Regions from separate parts of the Anas platyrhynchos genome. Here region 1 is linked to region 2. A link is a contact called in public Hi-C data. All regions are on one chromosome and are shown on one strand. Each heading gives the region's core, a stretch centred on a gene start, on an enhancer-like site or on the middle of the called end of the contact. The rest is flanking DNA. Distances are from core to core; before and after follow the strand shown.

Region 1 (4,461 bases), core at 766-3,265, 74 kb after region 2:
TTATTCCTTAACAAGCTTTTAGCTAATGTGATTTTGAAAATATGAAAATAGGTCTTAACTTGCCTTTAAGAAGTGGCAATATTTTAACACTCCTCTATAAAATAAAAGAACCTTCATATTTTTTCGTGCTATTATAGTTACATTCAAAATTAGACTTGGGGGTTTTCAATGTATTCACTAAATATATATTATATTTATATGTACCTGGAACCTGACTTCAATTTAGTCTTGATTAAAAAATGTACTGAATTGGAAACTGTGTAATAAAGGATGCCTAAATCATACTGACCCAGAATAGCTCACTCAGTCAGACAGTTAGCAAATAAGTGCACAAGCAAGCAGATGATACGAGAATTCAAAATTAATTTTATTCTCAGAGGATGCATAGACTAGGAGATAGCATCTGATTCTATCTGCAGAGGTGTAAATCCAGAGTAACACCTTAGCTAAGGTCTCGTTACCCTGAATTTGATTGCTTATCCTGCAAATGATCAGAATTGGACTCTTCTGTGCCCAAGGCTAGGTTAAAGTAGCTGAAATATCCAGTATTGCTTCACGACATTTTTGTGATGCAACTGAAAGCCTCTACCGATTCCCAGGTATTTATTATTTATAACTAATCCATTTACCAAAGTAATTTAAAGACTCCTGAAATTTCCTCCAAATGACTGGTATTTTTGAAAGTTCAATCACCACATCCTTTAGGAAAATCTGCTCGATGAAGTTATCGCTTGTGCTGCAGTTGTATTATGAGCGTGGGCATCCAGAAACTGCATACCATCGATTGAGGATTGTCAGGCACCAGTTTAAGAGCTGATGTCAACTCACCTCGGGGAGCTGCTTCTATTGCTGGGCTCTGACGTGATGTTCATGCCTCTCATCATCATACCTTGTCCCCATTCACATTGGAACAGAAATGCATGATTACAAAGACCAGTAAACATATGAATCATGGACGTTTTAACCAAATTAACAACCTTAGTTAATCACTTTAGTTACTGAGAATTGTTCTGAAAGTACCTTCCAAAAGCTCTCCGGCATTATATAGATGGTAGAAAATAGAAAACTAAGCCAGCAGTGTCACCGCACAGGAAATAACTCATCTCCTGAAATCGTGACTCCTTCTCCTACGAAGCCATTCAGTGGCCTCCGAATACCTGCATTTTGGTCTAACACCATTTGACATCAGCCTAGTTATTCTTACTTCACACTGCTATGACACCAGCTAGAGCTTTCCTTACCCCTCTCATCCAAAACAAACAAACAAACACAAACAAACAAACAAAAAACACTTGAGACAAACATCTGAGACTATCATCCTTCCCCTTTTTAGATCGAGTTGAGCTCCTTTCAGTCCAAGACGGGTCCATGACCGCACGGAGAGATCTATAACACCAGCTCCTTGTTAACCCCAAGGAGCTGTTAGCTCAGACGGGTCCCAAAGGGCTTCCCCAAACCTACTGAGCAGGGGGATTGCTCGTGTCCCAAGCTGCCTATGGTTGTAAAAACCAACCCCCATTTGCTGGGTCACACACTCTGACCCACCAAATCCACTCTGCTCTGCTTCAGGGGCGTAAGGCAGCTCTCAACCCTGCTTATGTGACCGGCGCAGAACTGGGATGTCACAAAACCAACTTCCAGAGGCATACCTGAGGCAAGGAACAAAGGAATTAATCTCACAAGGAGAGGTCCCGGTTACCTGCGTCACTATGGCATGAGCACCTTTGGACTATGTGGTAAGCAGAGATGGTTGGGCTTAGTCTCTAAAGCCAGGGCTGGACTGGTGGAAGCCCAATTTTTCCTCAATTCCTTTGAGGAAAGGATTTGGTTGAGAAATCAGAGCAGCCCTGCTCACTCTTAATCAACCGAACAAGGGGGAAGAAGGGGAGCTGGCGGCTCGGGAAGAAAAAAATACGCAAAGCTTAAAAAGTTCCAGCTGCTGCTCCCTAATGGAGGCCTGGCTCCTCGTGAACGGTGGAATAGCTAGGCCACCTGGTGGCAAACAGCAAACCTTTGCAATTTCCAAGCCACAATAACTAGCCTGAGGCCTAGGGAGCTCAGGGGATTGTCACAGGGAAGCTTTTATTCCTGGCGGCTGCTGTGCGGCCACCTCTGGGGTCAGCAGGCGGCAAAGGCCTCCATCAGGGCAGGGCAGGGCAGGCCCTGTCAGGCAGCTCCCTCCATCACTCCTCCACCTCAGCCAGCCTCTCCTTTGCCTCAGGAGAAAGCAGTTTCCAGGGATAGGTGAACTTGGGCAAGCTTGTGAAGTGGGAGCCCAAGCGGCTGAGCAAAGGCCCTTGTCCCTCAGTGCAGCATCAGGTCGGATAAATGAAGTGAGGCTGTCGTTACACGTTCACTATGCTTATTTTAACAGATATTCTACAACAGAGTTTTCATTTCTGTGCCTGCCACTGGTTTCTTGCAGCAAATCTACTCACCAGAACTACCACAACATATCAGATGTAAATGGCGAGAGGTGCTGGTGCTGCTGGTGAAGTCCTTTAGTATCTAAGAGCTTGGCTGCATTGGGCAGTAGGGCAATTCCAAAGGGCGTTCACGGATGGATTCAGCACAGGCAAATGAATACAAAAGGAAATGTGTTTAACAACGTAGTTCTTCTTAAATAAAGAACTGACAATTTTGCTCAATTCTGTCCTTCACAGCTTTCATCTGAGCCTCGGGAAAACAAGTCACCGTGCCCAGCGCTGCTCTGAGCTGCTGTTCTTGCCCGATTCCCTCGCTGTGTTCTCTAACACTCAAAAACTCACCAGACTTGTGACTCACATTTTAATCTTATCCAAGTCACAATGTTTATTTCACAGGATGCCCAATTAAACAGTAATTCAATCTGCTCTGGAGTTGTTTCCTTCCCCTCTGGTGATTAGTATAACCTGAATAATGTAGGAAGCACAGGGGAAAAAAAAAAAGGCAGTAAACAACTCCAGTGACATCGGGAGAGCAAGCTGCAACTTTTCCCACTGAAGAAGAGGGAAAAACAGCATGCACAAAGGTGTTAACATGAGTCATAATTTCTGTTCTCTGACTCTCAAGAGCAAGAGGAAAACGGTGCTACCTCCGTGTGTCTTATGGGTTCCCTTTAAGCCTTAGGAAACAGGAGCAGGTTGTGGAGCTGTGCAAGCCACCCAAAGTGAAAGAAAATCTGCAGCCCATTTTCCCTGTCCATTTGAGTGCCTGCTTTTGCCCTTCATTGAAACCACTGCAAGTACGCCAGATCCTTGCACCTTGCCTCCACCACAAGAGCTGGAGCTTTGAGCTCTCTAAGCCAAGGAGTGGGCTCCTGCCCATCACTGGCTGCACGCTAACGTCCAGGAGCCCTAAAACCCAAAGGGGATTTTTATCGTGGCATTTCTCAGGCCTTTCTTTTCATCCACACACAGGCACATCCAGAGCCGTGTGACCCATGCAAATTTACTCTCGTTGTCTGCTCCTACCAGTACAGTGCCAGCAGTCTTCTGCAGCATCCCAGGCTCGCGCTGGAGACATGAGAGGCAGAGCTCAGCCTAATGGGCTGTTTTTCAAAAATGACAGAAAACTTCACTAGACTGTTACGTGTTGCCTGGTCTTTAAAAAGCAAGTAAATGAAAACCTCTTGGGAAACTCCAGGTAGGGGAAGCTCTGAGCTACCTTCCCAACCCACACAACTCGGCCAGCTCGGAGATGGATATCAGGAGGAATGCCCTGCCACACACAGGGACAACTCTACAGATCTCTTCCGTTTATGCAAGTGATCCTACAAAATGTGCCACTGGTTCCTTGCTGTACCGAAGCATCAGGTGCTAGTGCTGGGTGGAGGCCCAGTTGTGCCTCTGGGCTCTGCTGAGTTTGTGCTGGACGCCAACTGAGCAGGGTTTGCAGCCTGGGATGCTGCAGGGCCAAGCAAAGCATGGCGAAGGACCTGAAGCATGTGGGTACAGCCCTCTCCAAGAGCCAGGCATTCTCTCCTGCTTGCAAAGGCAGCAATTTTGTGGCTTAGGAAGAGGTATTGCCATCTGAGCTCCTGCTGGGACGCCGCTCATTACCCTCGGCTGTGCCTAAGTGGCGTTACGGCGAGCTCCTTGCGCAGCGTGCCCTGTGCCCCCCTGCTTTGCTTTTCTTTTTTTTTATTTTTTTTCCCCCTGGAAGAAGTTTGGTGTTTGACTTTTGTGGTTCTAACAGCGTAAAATTCTTCCCAAAGAAATTTTCCATGTGCTTTGCTGAGACTTTCTTAAAAAAATATAGATTAATTGTGATAATTAAATTTCCCTCTGAGTGATTTCTTTGATAAATGGGTCTAGTTAGGACTTTCAATTAAGCACTGGGCCCTGCTGTGAAGTCAGACTGAGCTTCGTGTTGCAGGCATTTATTGCCTCATTTACACAGAGACAATCTGAATTATTTTACATTACGCTGTTTTCTTTATCTGTCTTTTTTTAACACAGGTATTAGAATTCCTATTAACCC
Region 2 (4,284 bases), core at 1,029-3,528:
CCTAACACCATTACTGAAGTCAGGGAAGACTGAGCTTGGCTGGGGAATGAATTAGGATGTCAGAAAATGATCCCTTTTGAATAGCAACATCTTGGTACTACATTTTTGTTTCATTTGAACTCCAGGCAGTTCAATAAAATAGAGATACTAATTTCAGTACTCTGTGTCATGCGCTTGATGCCTAGCAATGGCTGAGAACAAGAGCTTTCCAAATAGCCTAAAAATTTGTATCAGCTGCTAGTTTTCCAGCTCTACCCATGCATGTGTTTTAAGAGTTTGGCTGGCGAATAAGATATTTCTAAGCAGGCAAACCTAGAGTGTACACCCTGAAGCCTCACCAAATACTGCCTAATCCTTTTGATCACTGTTTGCGAGGGGAAGCAGCTGCTGATTGTGCAGGGAAAGGCTTAGGATAAGCTTTCGGATGTACCCAAGTGAGTTAGGAGGAATGAGAAAGTAACTCGTGTCCCTGTAAGGAAGTCCCTGGGACTTGGCCTCTGTTGCTAACAATTCCCAAGTCACCTACTATGTGCTTAAAAACTGCCAGCAGATACCTTGCTTCCTGAGGTGCACCACCATCCGAAGAAAGCATTTCTTTGCTTCTGTAGTGTCTGTATTTGTTGAAAGCTCATCTGCCCTGAATGATCATACTGAACCACATCTTGAAGCAGGCTGTTTGGCTTGATGCTCTTTGCTATTTGGGAGCCCAGCCTGCTGCGTCTCTTTTCTCTTCTTTTGGGTACCCTTGTTGTTTTCCACAGCCATATCATGTGCAATCACATGCAGACACCTGTCCTGAAATTGAATTACGCTGTGGCGTAATCTGGAGTCATCCCCCATTTCAGCATCCCGTGCGTGCTGTTCTTTGTTGAGTTATGTTGCACCATACTTCAGATGCGACAGCCATTTAATAATATTGAAGCCTTAGCTCTGCAGGGGCTAAAAAGATCCCAGCAGGCTTGTTAACTTCTACTCTCAGACATTATGGGAAATATTTTCTCCTCCCTGGAACTCCTAGGCATCCTCTTAATTAAGACCATAAAAATCCATAGCCAGGTATGCGTTAAGCCTATTGAATTTTTTTGCAGTTTTCCAGAGTCTCGTTGTACTTAACCAGATACCACACTGCCGAGTGAAATACGAGAACTTGAAAGGAATAAAAGCAGCCTGGGTCGTGCTGGATACTGCGTTCTGAGCGGGCAGCAAACTCATCAAATGCCTGTTCCCTAGCCACCATAGAGCTTTATTCTTTCCTCTGCTCTGCATAGTGTCTTTCCTCATTTCAGTCTCACAAGAGATGGCCATTTTAAAAGGTAGCTCCTCTCCTGTCTCAGGACAGTGTTCCTTTCACTTCCAGGCTGTCTTGGCTGTGGTCTCCGCTGTATTTCTGTACAGGATCATTATTAGCTGGTGTCAGGCTTCATTTGACTAGGAGCTAATAATGGGTTATTCAGTGGTTTAGAAAGTGCAGAAGCAGCATTAAAAATTGAGGTAGAAGGAAGATCTTAATAAACACCGGAAAATTATGGGAAGTCCTACAGAGTTCAGGATGGAGATCACTGAACACAGTAGGTGAGGAGGAAAGAGCAGCCGCGGAGTGCTCAAGCAGAGGTGGAACCAAGAGCAGCTCAGGGCTGGAGAGGATGAGCAAAGCCTCAACAAGAGGGTGCTGCTCCTCAGCTGGAGCTGCTCAGGCACCGTAGGGCGGGTGGACAGAGCACCAGAGGTGGTCTGCTGCAACGCGGTGGTGCTGGAAATGGTGGTGAGACCTCCTGTGGTGCAAAGAAAGCAGACTACAGCTGCTGCAGCGAGCGGGTTTGCCGTTCATCGTGCCGGCGCGGCAGCTGAAGAGCCCACTGGTAGTTGTCTTCCCACAACTTCTCCGAGGGAAGGCTAAGGCTTTGCAGAGCAGAAGGGGATCCTAAAGAGGGTGAGCAGGGCTTTCCGCATGCTCTCATTGATACGGAAGTTTCTTTCATTCATTTTCATTATTTTTTTTTCTAAATCGAGTAGAATTTATGGAGAGAATCTGGGTGCCGGGTGAGCATGTGGGGTGGGAGGAGTTGTGTGATCCGAACAAGTTGTTCCAGAGACGAGGAAGCGAGGAAGGCAAACGTACAGACAAGCTGACAAATGTGAAAGAGGGAGGCAACGCTAGCAGTGAAGGGCTGAAAATGATGATTTGTTGCATGAGGACGTCTCGGGCTTAGAGGCTTCTTAGGTGTCACGTACTGCATGTCCAAGGGAAGCCGGAGTGCGCCAGCAGTGTGCCAGTCTGCACTACGTCAACACAAGGAATTTGCTCCATCAACACAAGAGAAATACCCCTCATGTTTTTGAGTAACATCCATCCCTCTGCACGCCCTGGCTGCCGGTGGGGCCGCAGACATTGTGTGTGGGAGGGAGCTGAAGAGCGCAGAAGATAAAGGGAGGGCAAAGCGTGATTATCGCAGTGCTATTGAAGGGATCAGAAGTGGAGAAGGAGCGTCAGGGAGCAGATTTTGTTATGTGTGCGGACTCCAAAATGAGTGCTATCCAGCAAACAGAGGCCGTTTGGCTACAGAGCAAGCAAAAGAGGAGAAAATATATTTGGAAGGGTCATGGGTCTGAGTAGCTGGCCGCCAGGGAGTGGGTGGGAGAGGACTTGGTGGCACGAGCTTGGTAATGACATAAAAGCTGTTCTCTCTAAATCACCAGCGTCTCCGTCCCAGGAGGCGGCGATCACCATTGGCTGTTTGCTTGAAAGCAGATGTAAAATAAATTGCAGGTCAAAGTCCAGCAGAGTTGACGGTGTCGTGAAAATAATCACCGAGATGAGTCTTAATTGTCATCCTTGAAAATTTCAGAAGACGTACCAGGGAATGAGTGGGACTCAGAGCCACACACAGCCTCATAAAGCTCTTCCCTCCGGTTGGGAGCTGTGGTGACACGCTGCACAGGAGTTTGTCTTGCTGCTGCTCTCCTTCGGTCCGGACAGACAGCCCATGGTGCTCACGGGCTGCAAGAAGGGAACCAGGACCTGCAGCAAGTCTCAGGCGTTGGCTGGAAATACCTCCCAGCCCAGGTAGCTTACTGAATGCAGCCTTTGAGTACATTTTTTCTTCTTTTTTTTTCCTTCTTTCCTTTTTTTTTTTTTTTTTCTTAAGGATTTGCAGAGAAACAAGCAAGCAGAGGCCAAGCATTTAATGGATATATTTTTCACTGGCTCTTTTATCAACAGCGTATGAGAAATCCCGAAGGACAGAAGCAGTTAGCTAACCAATGAGGCATCGTAGCCAGCGCTAGGCTCTGTGCAGGAGAAAAAAGATGCCGAAGGCAGAGCAGCTCTAGGGGAAAGAGATTTAAGCGTAGGTTTGGCGCCGAGAAACATGCCTCCCCTCTGTTTGGAGACCAGTCCGTATGAGATTGCCATAGCCCGCAGCAGCCGTTTCGCGGATGATAGAGTTGTCAGACTGTGCGTGCAAAGGCTCCTACCACTGGGTGAGGGACCAGTGGGGATTGCTCATTAATGGAGGGAATGTTAACAAGGATAATTCTGGCTTGCGAGACTGCGTGTGCAGGGTGGATCCGTGGTAGGGGCTGATGGATGGTCTTTGTGGGGATTTGATCAGGGAGAAGGTGGTTGACAGCGTGTGTGGTGCTTTTCTGGCTGATTGTCTCTGCCCGAGGAGAGCCTGCAGAAGTCACCAGCCAGGTCCTAGGTGAAAGCAGGAGCTGAGCAGTGGTCTGGATGTTTAATTTGTAGTGTTCTTTTGCATTGTGGTGCCTTGGGTTTTGTGTTGCATGATGGTAACAAACCGCTGTCCAAGAATTTCTCTACAAAACTTCCCTCAGTAAGAGAGCTTTCTGCTTTATGCTAACATGTCGGGCTATTTGATGCTAATCCCCGCCGTCAGGACGAGCTCACTGAGTGACAGCTCTTCTGACCTGCTTAGCATCAGCCCTGGCTCTGGAGTAATGCTGCATTACAGCGTGCATGAGCCCCAGCCTGTCCCCGTGGGGATTTTGGGGCGGATTGCAGAGCGTGTGAGAGGTTTTGCTGGTGTGGCCAGTCCTGGCATTGGTGCCGCCGCTAACACTGCCTGGGACAAAGATGTTTTCCTTCGGCAGGATTAGGCTGGATTCCTTATGGCTTCTGATCTGTGTTTGCCATCTGTTTTCCCCAATGGTGGTGTACTTTTTTTTTTCTAGATCAGAAAAGTGAAATTGTTTACCCGTTCCTCGAATATAATCTCATATATAAAGCGAAAAAAAAGTTAATATATAAAATAAACTCTGGCATGT

What was found. Hi-C and Micro-C count contacts between places; a contact is called where the count stands out from the background.
Region 1: a contact with region 2 is called in a Hi-C map of liver, with 1.7 times the contacts expected there. The contact joins two enhancer-like sites.

What each region holds. Positions count from the first base shown.
Region 1 is chr4:9,456,241-9,460,701 of IASCAAS_PekinDuck_T2T, forward strand. It overlaps CXXC4 (CXXC finger protein 4), which reads left to right. Exons shown (of 8, transcript XR_011808829.1): 7 at 1-1,736; 8 at 2,664-4,461. All of the region lies in intron 5 of LOC106020089 (a long non-coding RNA gene), which reads right to left. Among named protein-coding and RNA genes, the nearest start is that of TACR3, 96 kb to the right of the region's middle. Within about 2 kb of position 2,016, at least 2 of the 8 cell types and tissues checked have an H3K27ac peak or open chromatin away from gene starts, as enhancers often do.
Region 2 is chr4:9,381,698-9,385,981 of IASCAAS_PekinDuck_T2T, forward strand. All of the region lies in intron 6 of CXXC4 (CXXC finger protein 4), which reads left to right. Among named protein-coding and RNA genes, the nearest start is that of CXXC4, 89 kb to the left of the region's middle. Within about 2 kb of position 2,279, at least 1 of the 8 cell types and tissues checked has an H3K27ac peak or open chromatin away from gene starts, as enhancers often do.